2 separate regions of the Zea mays genome follow, and region 2 is linked to region 1. A link is a contact called in public Hi-C data. All regions are on one chromosome and are shown on one strand. The core of a region is the stretch at or near the end of the contact, and the rest is flanking DNA. Distances in the headings are between cores, read along the strand shown.

Region 1 (5,252 bases), core at 2,051-4,550:
CTAGTCGGTTCTGGTTTCTTTATCTTACTATTTCGGTTCTAGTTTTTGAAGAACCGAATTTCTACAAGAATCAAGGAACCGAACGCCCAGTCCTACTCTTGAGGGGTCCGGACCCTAACTGTAATGGTTCGGACACGTGGCGGTACCGGACCTCACCTAGCTTGAGGCCCGGATGTAGATTAGTTTAAATGTGCAATTCCATGAGGCGACACGGTTTGTGATAATTTTACTAGAAAAGTTGTACTGCTGCTAAAGTTTACTCTAAAATATTTTATAGTGCATTCCTTTAGTCACAGTGATCTAAATACAACTAAAATAAAATCACAATATGCATAGACATTTGAGAGCATTCTAAACATTACATGTATTTTTGACATGTACACCTCTCGGAACCAATCTATTGCAACCATTTCCCACTAATGCCATAACCCACTAGATTTAACTAATTATTTTATAGAGCTTATGCTTGAGAATTTTCAATATGTGAACCCTGAAATAGTGAAACTGAGAACCTTAATCTTCTACAATCCAGGAAACCAATGTAGCCTCCTAATCACCAACCTTATGAACTAGACCAATTAAAAAGGTATATAATCAACACAGCTGAACAAGCATACTCTGAGTTACATGTTGTTTTCACCGATATAGTTACGTAGCCTCCTTGCTTTAGGCGGTCATCTTCGATTAGACCACATGTCCGAAAAACTACTTAAGCAGTCATGACACTGTCACATTTGGTATGCTCCTTTCCAAGTTGGTGCTCCTCTCTCCTTTTATACATTTTTTGGTGGTTTCCTGTGCCATCCAACCACCTTTTTAGAGCTTGGTACCTTTTTTGTTTTGCATTTGCTTCAAGCCCTGTAAAAACAACAAAATCACATGTGTTGTTGAAAGTTCACCTAGTATTTTATACTTTACTCACCAACGTTCAAGTTTCTCCGTGTGTTTATCCTCGATCCTTTTTAATCATTTTAGTAATCCATATAGGAACGACTAAATCAACAGAAATGTGTGCAAGACCCAGTAAGAACAAAAGGCAGGGAGCACAATCCTTCTGGCATGCCTAGTTATTTCCTTGATTCATGATTATAGCTTTGCCTCCCGGTTTAATGACATAATCTCCCTCCTCCACCCCTTTTCTATCATTCAAGATATATGGCTCACCCTAAGTTAAGAGAGGTATTTGCAGAAACGATCAAGGCAAAAAAGGGCAAGGAATATAATAGTTCTGATATGCTCGGTTATTTTCTAACATTACAATCTTTGTTTAGCAGGTACTAGAGTGGGGAAAATCACCAGTCACGTCCATGGTTCTAACAAATCACAATTCTCTGTTACATTGCAGTGATGTAATCTTCGCACCATGTCTCAACTATATTTGGTTGGTTACTTGCATCTCATTCTAGATTAAGACGATTTGAGTTGCAATCCGGTTTGCATCAATTTTATGCATTGACAACAAGAGAAATAAACATACACGTTGCTCCTTCTATCTAGAACACCAATGCACTCTCTCTCACCAAGTAGCCATGCCAAAGTTGAAGACTATAGAAACACCAAATGTAAGTCAAAGAAAAACATAGATTGCTTCATCAGCATCTCTTACATCCCTAGATACCACGCTAATATTATTTTCAGGTCAATCGAATGCTATCTTACCCACCAACAAAGGATGAAGACCAAGTGAGCAACATACATGTTCAACACCAAGAAATTCGCCACCCAATTCCTCGAAGCTATATGCTCTTACTGCCATACATTCGCATTGTATTATTTGCCTTTGTTTTTCTTTTCCCAAAGGAGCAAACTTCCTCTCAGCAAAACATGGATTAAAGTAGCAGTGAGAAAATATATGCACCTTCATTGGAATCACCTTAAAAAAGGCATTGCATAATGACCAAGTCTTCCTAACACCACCTTTACAAACTTTTATCCATTCTATGGATCGTAATCGTACGATTCCAGCACTTGTAGCCAACCTCTCTGTATTTTGCTTGTCAAAATTTTGGAACTTACCGCTTGCGACCCAACTTTGATGCATTAGCTACAGTACATCGTTCATAAACTTTCAAACTTTTGTTTGTAACTATTTTAACACTTCATGTATGAGACGAAAAATTGATGCACCACCCTTATCGGATCATTAATGAACTTTGTAATACCTGGAGTTTGAATGCTATCCCTTATGCTCTATACTAATATTAACTATTATCATGATATATAACTTCGAAATTTTGTCATGAACTCTCAAACTTTGGTGTCCAAATATTGTAGTACCTTATATATGTGATGAAATATCAATGCATCATTAGTGTTGTTCTGTGTACATTTATCAATATTAAATTTTACTGTTTCATATAACTTCAAAATTTTGTATCACTAAATTCAAACGCGGGCGCTGGCGCGCGCGAGTTCACTAGTCTATATTAGGGTTCTATGCCTATAAAAGGGTGTACTCTAACCCTTTTTCTTCTATTCTTTTCACACGTGCTAACTTTGGGTGTGTTTGTTTCCCTTCTAAATTATACAAGTTTGATTTTTTTTTTGAACGTATATAAGTTGGATTATGGTGCAATGTTAGAGGATAAAATATCACTTTATGACCACAAATAAGTTGAAATAAACTAATATTGTATAGCTTATTTTAGCTTATTTGTGATCCAAAGTGATATTTTACTCTCATATTCTTCCACTATGATCCAACTTATCTAATCTAAGAGGTAAACAAACAGGGCCTTAAATGTGTTCCCCACACTTATGCATATAAGTTAGCATTTTCACAAACATATCTAAAATAGAGTTTCGTAGCTTCAAATTCGAACGACAACTAACGTACAAACGACCCAGATCAAGTACGATGTCGCTAGCTTGTCAGCAGATTGGCACTACTCCTCACCACAGCATACATGATGCAATTCAGAGGCTCAACCTCAAAGGTGGAGAACAAATGCAGGTTCTTCCTCTTGCTACTGATGCAAAGAAAACTACTGATGACAGAGCGGAGATATGATGACGACCGACAGGAGATGGGATAATTAAGCGTGGAGGCCAAGCAAACTCCGTCTACGAGCTTTGCACAATAATAAAAATGGTTCTGGTTTATAAGCTGTTGGACCAAGGGTTGCGTCCACATGTCAAGTTGCCGTACGATAAATGCAATTCTTATTTTAAGAGAGAGAGAGAGAGAAGTAGTCTTGGAGACGACTAGCTTCTAGGCGTTTCGTTAGTTTCTATTCTAACCAATGTTCACCCACCACCCATAAGCGGAGCGAGAGCGAGGCGTCCCTCCCTCGTGATCTCTACTCTGTCGCTGGTTCGCTGCCAGCCTGCCACGGCGTACCACTGCTCCGTCCGTCCGGGACGCCCGCGCCAGTTCGCCAGCCGTTGCCGTTGCCGTTGCCGTTGCCGTTGGGCTTCCTACTCATTCTGCCAGCACGCACCATCCTCTTTCTCCTTTTTTTCGCAAGGCGAGGATGCGCATGAACTCCAGCAATGATTCGCAGTACATTTGAAAATCCGGCAGTATGTAACGGCGCGAGGAAGCAAGAACAGTGCCTTTTTCTACATCCCATCCCAGGGGTGAGTGCATTCGGTACTGGTACCATGCCACCATGGCATGTTACCTTTTTTTTTTTTTGTACAGACCCAGAGAACACGGTAAAAAGGAACGAGCGGAAGGTCATCCTATTCCTCTCCTCTGATCGAAGCTGTACTGTACCACTTGTCCGCGAAGCTGGAAAAGCGACTTCCCTGGACAGGACCGCGGGCTCACGACGCGCGTAATTCGCTAGGCGGCACTCGGGCCCATCTACCGGCCTCCCGGCCGACAGGAGCCTGGGTCCCGCTGGGCCCAGCCCGGTAGGAAAAGAGGTGGTCCGTGGACCGTGGTGCGTCGCCGTAACAGATCCTTCCTTGCCACCGAGTATTTTCTCTGCCCGCTGGGCCCACTGCTTCCACTGGCTACCATGTCAGTGACGCTACGTTAGGCACTAGGCAGTACCGGATCCCACCCGCACGGGGAGTCGGGGACTACTTGGTTTATTTATTACAAACAAAATGGCAGTTCCCTGTTGTCAAATAAAATTTACGAGTAACTTAGAGTGAAAACGTTTCTGAATTTGTCGCTTTAGTCTGGTAGTACTGGAAGTCTGGAATTACCGCAACTTCGCGCCTAAATTAGCTCTGGCACACTGCACTTCTGAGTTCTCACTCGTCCTATACATCTATCAAATTTACCACGTCCAACACGAACAACTTGTTCGGTTAGAAGTACATTAAAGAAACTAGAGGAGATTAAATCCCCTTCTATATGAATTTAAATAGTGGGAAATTAAATCCTCTTTAATCTTCTTTAAACTACCTCAAACCGAATAAGCCTGAAAGATAAATTGTAATACCAAAGCAATATTTGCATGTAAGCTTATGTTACATTTGCAACATAGAAATTTGTATTGGTTGCATCTCCTTAAAGACAATGTATCTTAATTTTACTATTGTTTATGGCGTCAGGCCATCGGGGCTTGGTTCTCTCGGAAAACGAGACCCAGATACATAAAGCGAGATTATTTGAACACTTCATTCCAAAACTAGGTATGTGACCGTGCGTTGCAACGGTGAACAAACTACTGTATACAAAATATTATTGCATAAAGATTAAAAACGAAAACGCATATATTATCAACCCTAGACATCTCACCGAAAAATATTCAAATTTAAAATTCCTTGCAGTTTCGAAACTCCTTATGTCACTACAACAAAGGTTTATTCATCCAAGTTGTATAATTTCATCATCAGCTTCAAGAACCTGTTAACTTAGAGTGCTCCAATACGCTTAGGCCCAATTACAAAGTTACATATACCAAAATAAAACTCGACAAGGAAAATTATCTACTACCCTAGAGTAAATTTTGAATAGTCGGCGCCTAGCAGGTAACATAGAGTGCTCCAATACTCTTAAGGCCCTTTAACTTGACACATTGAGGGGGAAATAGCTATGAAGTATGGCCCTTTGACCTGAAACATTAGGCTAAAAATAGCTATCACAACTTGGTGCATGTAAAAATACAAATTGGTGCATGTAAATATTAGACAGTAATAGAACCTAGTAGTATGAGAATGATGCTAAAGTATCCAACGGTACAATACAACAAGAAGATGGATATTCAATGGTACAAAAAACATTCAAACAGAAGTGGATTATAGCTAGTTTTCATAGGAATGTGCCCGTGTGTTGCCACAGAAGTTAAAAAATA
Region 2 (5,018 bases), core at 1,206-3,705, 120 kb after region 1:
AACAGGGAAGAACAATAGGATGAGCAGGCAAGATCTTGAGATGAATCTGAATTAGTGAAAGCCATGGAATTGATTGATCCTGTGCACTACATTAGGCAATATTTTTGTAAAAGTTAAGGCTCGTGATCACACATCACCCAAGAATCACCTTTTCACAATGTTTGCACTGCATGTCAAAACTCAAATTTCCAGCTGCAGCTCTTGTGCTTAACCTTGCGCTCTTCCCAATTGAAACCCAGTTTTTAATGAAGCTTCTGTGTCGATAAAATAAATGAAATCAGAAATTCAGAGACTAGTCTAAAGTCTAAACGGACAACAAAAGAACATGTAATGAAGAAATGGCTAGAACTTTTACCCGGACGTTGAATCATCTTTCATGCTCATTAGTGCCTGGATGCCCCCACACCTACTGTGGCCTACCACCAGTACATTCTCTACCTGAGCAAATGAAGGCAAATGTGCCAGTCTCAAGAATGCTTTTATGTTACTTCAGCAAAAAAGGAATAAATAGGATAAAAGAAACAAATCATTAATGAAACACACAGTAAACTTATACCTCGAGTGTATTGATAGCAAACTCTAGTGCTGCACTAGTCTCTGATCCCTCATGCTGGTATTGCAACATTTTGTTTACTGTCAGTACTTCCACAAAGGAATGCATTGCTTGAGAGTTCAATCACAGCCTAAAGATGCAAAAAAATTGTAATACCTCATATGGTGGTACCAAATTCGCCACATTACGAACCGTAAATGCTTCGCCAGGCTGAAACCCCAAAACAGCGGTAGGGCAGACTCTGGAGTCAGCACAAGCAATCACCATGAACTGCACACAAGAACAGAAAACCAAAAGTAATCCCGTAAGGCTCATAATGCCAATATTAAAATTATTTTGTATCAAAGTCATTATCGTGTACCTTTGGTGTTTGCTGTTCAGCAAGATTTTGGTAATTTGAAAAATTCTCCCTGTCCATAGTTCCAGATACAGCAATGTCAAAAAAACTGTGAAACGTTAAGGTGAATGATATGTGTTGTACTTCATGATCCACTTACACATAGTTTCTCTGTTTGAAGTCCATGAATCTCGCTTTCAAATCCATGAATGGACCGTGTTCTGCACCTACCTCATCTATTGTATCATGTTGAAAATCCAAAAGTTGTCGGGTCAAGCCAGTGTGGTCTCTGGAGGCCATTGTGACAGATAATAACTCTCTCCTGCAGAAGACGATCTTATTAAATAATTTTCTGCCCAAACATATTAAGAACTGGGTGGATTGGAGGCCAGGGTGATCTCTGAAGGATCACAACGATGTTTTTGTGGTACAAGAAAATGCAAAATCCTGGCTGGCAAAATTCATGTGAGTTTATGTAATGTCCGGAGATCACAACACTATATAGGTCTACAGATAATTGGTGTAAATTGGATGCGACCCCCCCCCCCCCCCCCCCAAAAAAAAAAACTTATCTGAAAACCACTAATTAGCTGATAATAATAAATATAGAGTTATCTGAAAGCGATGTTTTAGGATAGGCTTAAATTGGAACCGTTCGTGAGTACATTAAAGCACTTACAATATGTCAATCCACACAGAGGAAAACAAATATATCCATCTACCATTAGTGTTTCCATCCGACAACAGTGTACTACAGGCTACTGCAAATTCAAATCGCAAGAAAGTGGAACGTTGATCTAAACTGTTGAACCAAGTAGTTGACTAAGCTAAACGGCCCCCAGAAATACAAATTCTCAAATCTCAATTTGGATCTCATTTCTTGCGCTGCAGAATTCACCAAGCTAAGGTACATAGTAAGCCACCGAGGAGGCAATTGGAGTTATTGCACGGAGAAGCTAGATAAGTAGTTTAGATACTCAAGGAACCAGGGGAGGTTGCGCCGGACACGATGGAAGCAAGGGAATCGTGAAGACAGACAGTTGCGCGACCTGATCGCTGATCCAAACTTAGAAGCTGCAGAAATTACAGAGGAGATCGACTCGACTCACCGGCTAGATCCTCCCAGCCGCAGAGCAACACCGCGCGTCCCCGAATCACCGATCTGCGGCACCCGAGAAAACCCAGAGATAAGCAAAGAGGGAGTCCCAGCGAGTCGGAAACCCCAAGAGACGGCGAAAGCGAGCGCGGATAGAAGCTCACCATAACCGCGCCGTGGCCCCTGCCGGAGTCGGGGGTTGGCGCGGCGGCAGGGCGGAGACATCGGGAGGCGGAGCGGTGGAGGACGCCGCTAGCCATGTGAGCACGGGGCAGGGCGTCGTGGTGTCCGGGCCTGGGGCATTCGAGGAAGGGGAGCTTGGTGCGGCAATGGCCGGGGGTGCCTCCTTTTAGGGGAGGTGAGCAGCGGACAGACAGCAAGGCGGAGGAGACGGGGACGACGGCGATGGGGCGGAGGAGTCGAGGTCGAGGTGGCGGTGGCGGTGGTTTTATTGTTTTAATCTGTTTTCGTGCAAAGTGATTAGTTACCGTGATTGGACTGTTTGGGGCTGAAATTTCATTGACGCTCCAGTGTGGGTGTGGGCCGGGGCGACCGACCCGCGCGAGAGTCGTGCCGTCGGATTGGATGTGCGGTGGAGCGACCCTCACCGTTCAATTCCCTACTTGTTGGAGCGGTTGCAGTGGGTGGGACACCTGGCAGGCAGGACCGTATTTATTAGGCCCGCAATGATCAATGAATGGTCTACAAACGTCCATACGGATACGGTAGAGTGATTGGAGTTGCCTGTGTCCAATCCATACGCATGTGTCGTTTTACGACGCACGACGACGTATCATGATTAGAAGAAGAATACTCCAGACGTCCTGCTGGTAGTTTTTGAGGAAAAAAATAGAAAAAGAATGCAGACCCGCCATTGAATAATGAGCGTGATCGACGGAAACGAAGATGACCGCAGCGGGGACAGGAAAAACAAGAAACACACACACACGAGGTATTCGCGCGAGCAGAGAAGTGCTCGAATGCACGCTTTTACTACTATATCTATCCATGGCTCCATGCTCACCGATGCTCTCCACGCCGAGACAGCCGCCGCTCGTCGGGGCGCGGCGTGCGGGGCGGCGGGAGGAGCTCATCCTTCCGGGCGGCCGCGTGCCGCTCGCCGCCGTCGTCTGACTCTGAGGACGGGCACAGTCGCCGCGCCGCCGCGGAAGCCGAGGACGCGCGCGTCGTCGAAGCAGCGGCGAGGCGGAGCAGTGCCGTGCGCGGCATGGCCTGGAGAATGGACGGGCGGTTGTGGTGGATCACTGGATTCTGGACGGCCACGTGCTCCTCTCCCAACCTCCATGACAGCACCGCGCTTTGCGATTGGCTCTATAGAAGAGAGAGAGAGAAGACAACTGCTCCACCTCCAGATATGACACGGACAATGAGTGGCAGGCCTATCCTCTTCGCCGACTGCGCACGACACTTCGAACCCGTCACCGGCACGGAAGTGAGCACCGGAAACAGGGCCACAAAATTGAGCAGAAAGACGTCCGCGTCGCGTCGCGGCACCCTCGTGTCCGCATGCGCGCTTTAATTTGATTAAAGAAATTTGGCTCTTAAAATATAAAATATAGTAAGATAACTGAACATTTAGGTAGTGTTTGGTTTGGTGTCAACGAGGGATGGGACGGGATCAACCTTGGGCTGATCCCGTCCCTTATTTTTTGAGGGATGACCTCATCCACCATTTTTGAAGAATATTCCTTGACCCTGACTCTGGACCTCCAAACCAAACGCGGGTCAAGTTAGAATGATCTCATCCCATCCCTCTTCATCCTTCCTCGTCCCTCCATCCAAACACTACCTTAACTATTTTAGTTTCGTTCCCGTTATGACCGAACTAATGGAACTTTTTTTTTTCCAAAAGAAGCTAATATAACATTAAATACACATGTTACAAAGTAATTACACAAACACTGTATTAGTTATAAATTTATAAGGGAACAAACAGTAATATAATAACACAAATATATAGAGGTTCAAACACAAAACATCACAAAAAAACAAATGTGGACATTCGGGTACCCCAGTATTTTAGATCGGGTAGATCAGTAATAAAAACCGCTACTCGATGTTTAGCTTGAAAACATTATCAAATTTGGGAACATATCGGTGCACATGTGCATTTGGTACGCACCTGAAATAACAAAGTTCACAAAAAAAGTTTAAAAATCACAAATATTCTTTCTATCTTACTTTAATTATATATAAAATTTTAAGTTCAAATTTATTATACTTTAGCTGTAATAAAAAATAAGATTTCTGATGGGTTTAAATTAGAAAATTGGCTAAATGTTCTATTCTTTATTATAGCTAAAATATAATGAATTTGACCTTGAATTTTTGTATATAATAGAAGTAGGATGAGAAGAATATGTAAGGGTTTTTTTTGGATTTTTTTGTGAACTTTGTTAGTTCATGTGCACTAAATACTTCCATTCGGACAATTCCATTCAGACAACTCCGGCAAAACATAAAATTTGCACATAAATTCAGCAATGATATATAGTACATAACTTTATCGGCAACTTGCATAGAATTTGACAGCAATTTACACAAAAACATATTGCATGCTCAAACGAACAAAACTAAAGATTGTTTATCACAAGCGTGTGTATTTCGAGTACGGGTTGAAATAATTTAGATACGGATAATATAATGGAGAACGGGTATTTTGCTCGAAGCCTAGTTGGTAGTTGGCGTCCACTTGATTCTGGACCCATAACGCTATACCAGAGTCTACAAATGGCTATGGTGCAGCGGCTGGGGATCTGGACACGTGAGGTGACTTCGAGAGGACGGGCATCCATTCCGTTGTGCGGACTGCGGACCACGGGAAGAAGCTGCTAGGGCAGATGAACTGGCCTGGTTTTACTGGTCGCGCGCCCCAGAACTTGGGATGGGAGGAGCCGGCAGCCACACGGGTCCACCGGAAGGTCTAGTAGATCCAGCCGTGGACCGTGGTACTGTGGTAGTGTGCTACTCCGGGCTGAGTAGAGATGGCAACGGGTACAAACCCGCTGGGT

Evidence for each region. A called contact is a pair of places that touch in the nucleus more often than the background predicts.
Region 2: a Hi-C map of bundle sheath shows a contact between it and region 1, with 1.8 times the contacts expected there. The contact joins the promoter of LOC100272439 here to the enhancer-like site in region 1. A contact is called at or near these places in 2 of 25 Hi-C or Micro-C datasets (bundle sheath and endosperm).

What each region holds. Positions count from the first base shown.
Region 1 is chr2:192,173,026-192,178,277 of Zm-B73-REFERENCE-NAM-5.0, forward strand. No RefSeq gene overlaps it. Among protein-coding and RNA genes, the nearest start is that of LOC109944360, 16 kb to the right of the region's middle. Within about 2 kb of position 3,301, at least 19 of the 20 cell types and tissues checked have an H3K27ac peak or open chromatin away from gene starts, as enhancers often do. A contact at or near this core is called in bundle sheath, where this site is marked.
Region 2 is chr2:192,296,840-192,301,857 of Zm-B73-REFERENCE-NAM-5.0, forward strand. LOC100272439 (carbonic anhydrase) reads right to left here and starts at 2,456. Exons shown (of 9, transcript NM_001359716.1): 1 at 2,151-2,456; 2 at 2,000-2,052; 3 at 1,051-1,212; 4 at 915-963; 5 at 710-823; 6 at 557-610; 7 at 356-438; 8 at 149-254. The coding sequence starts at 2,246.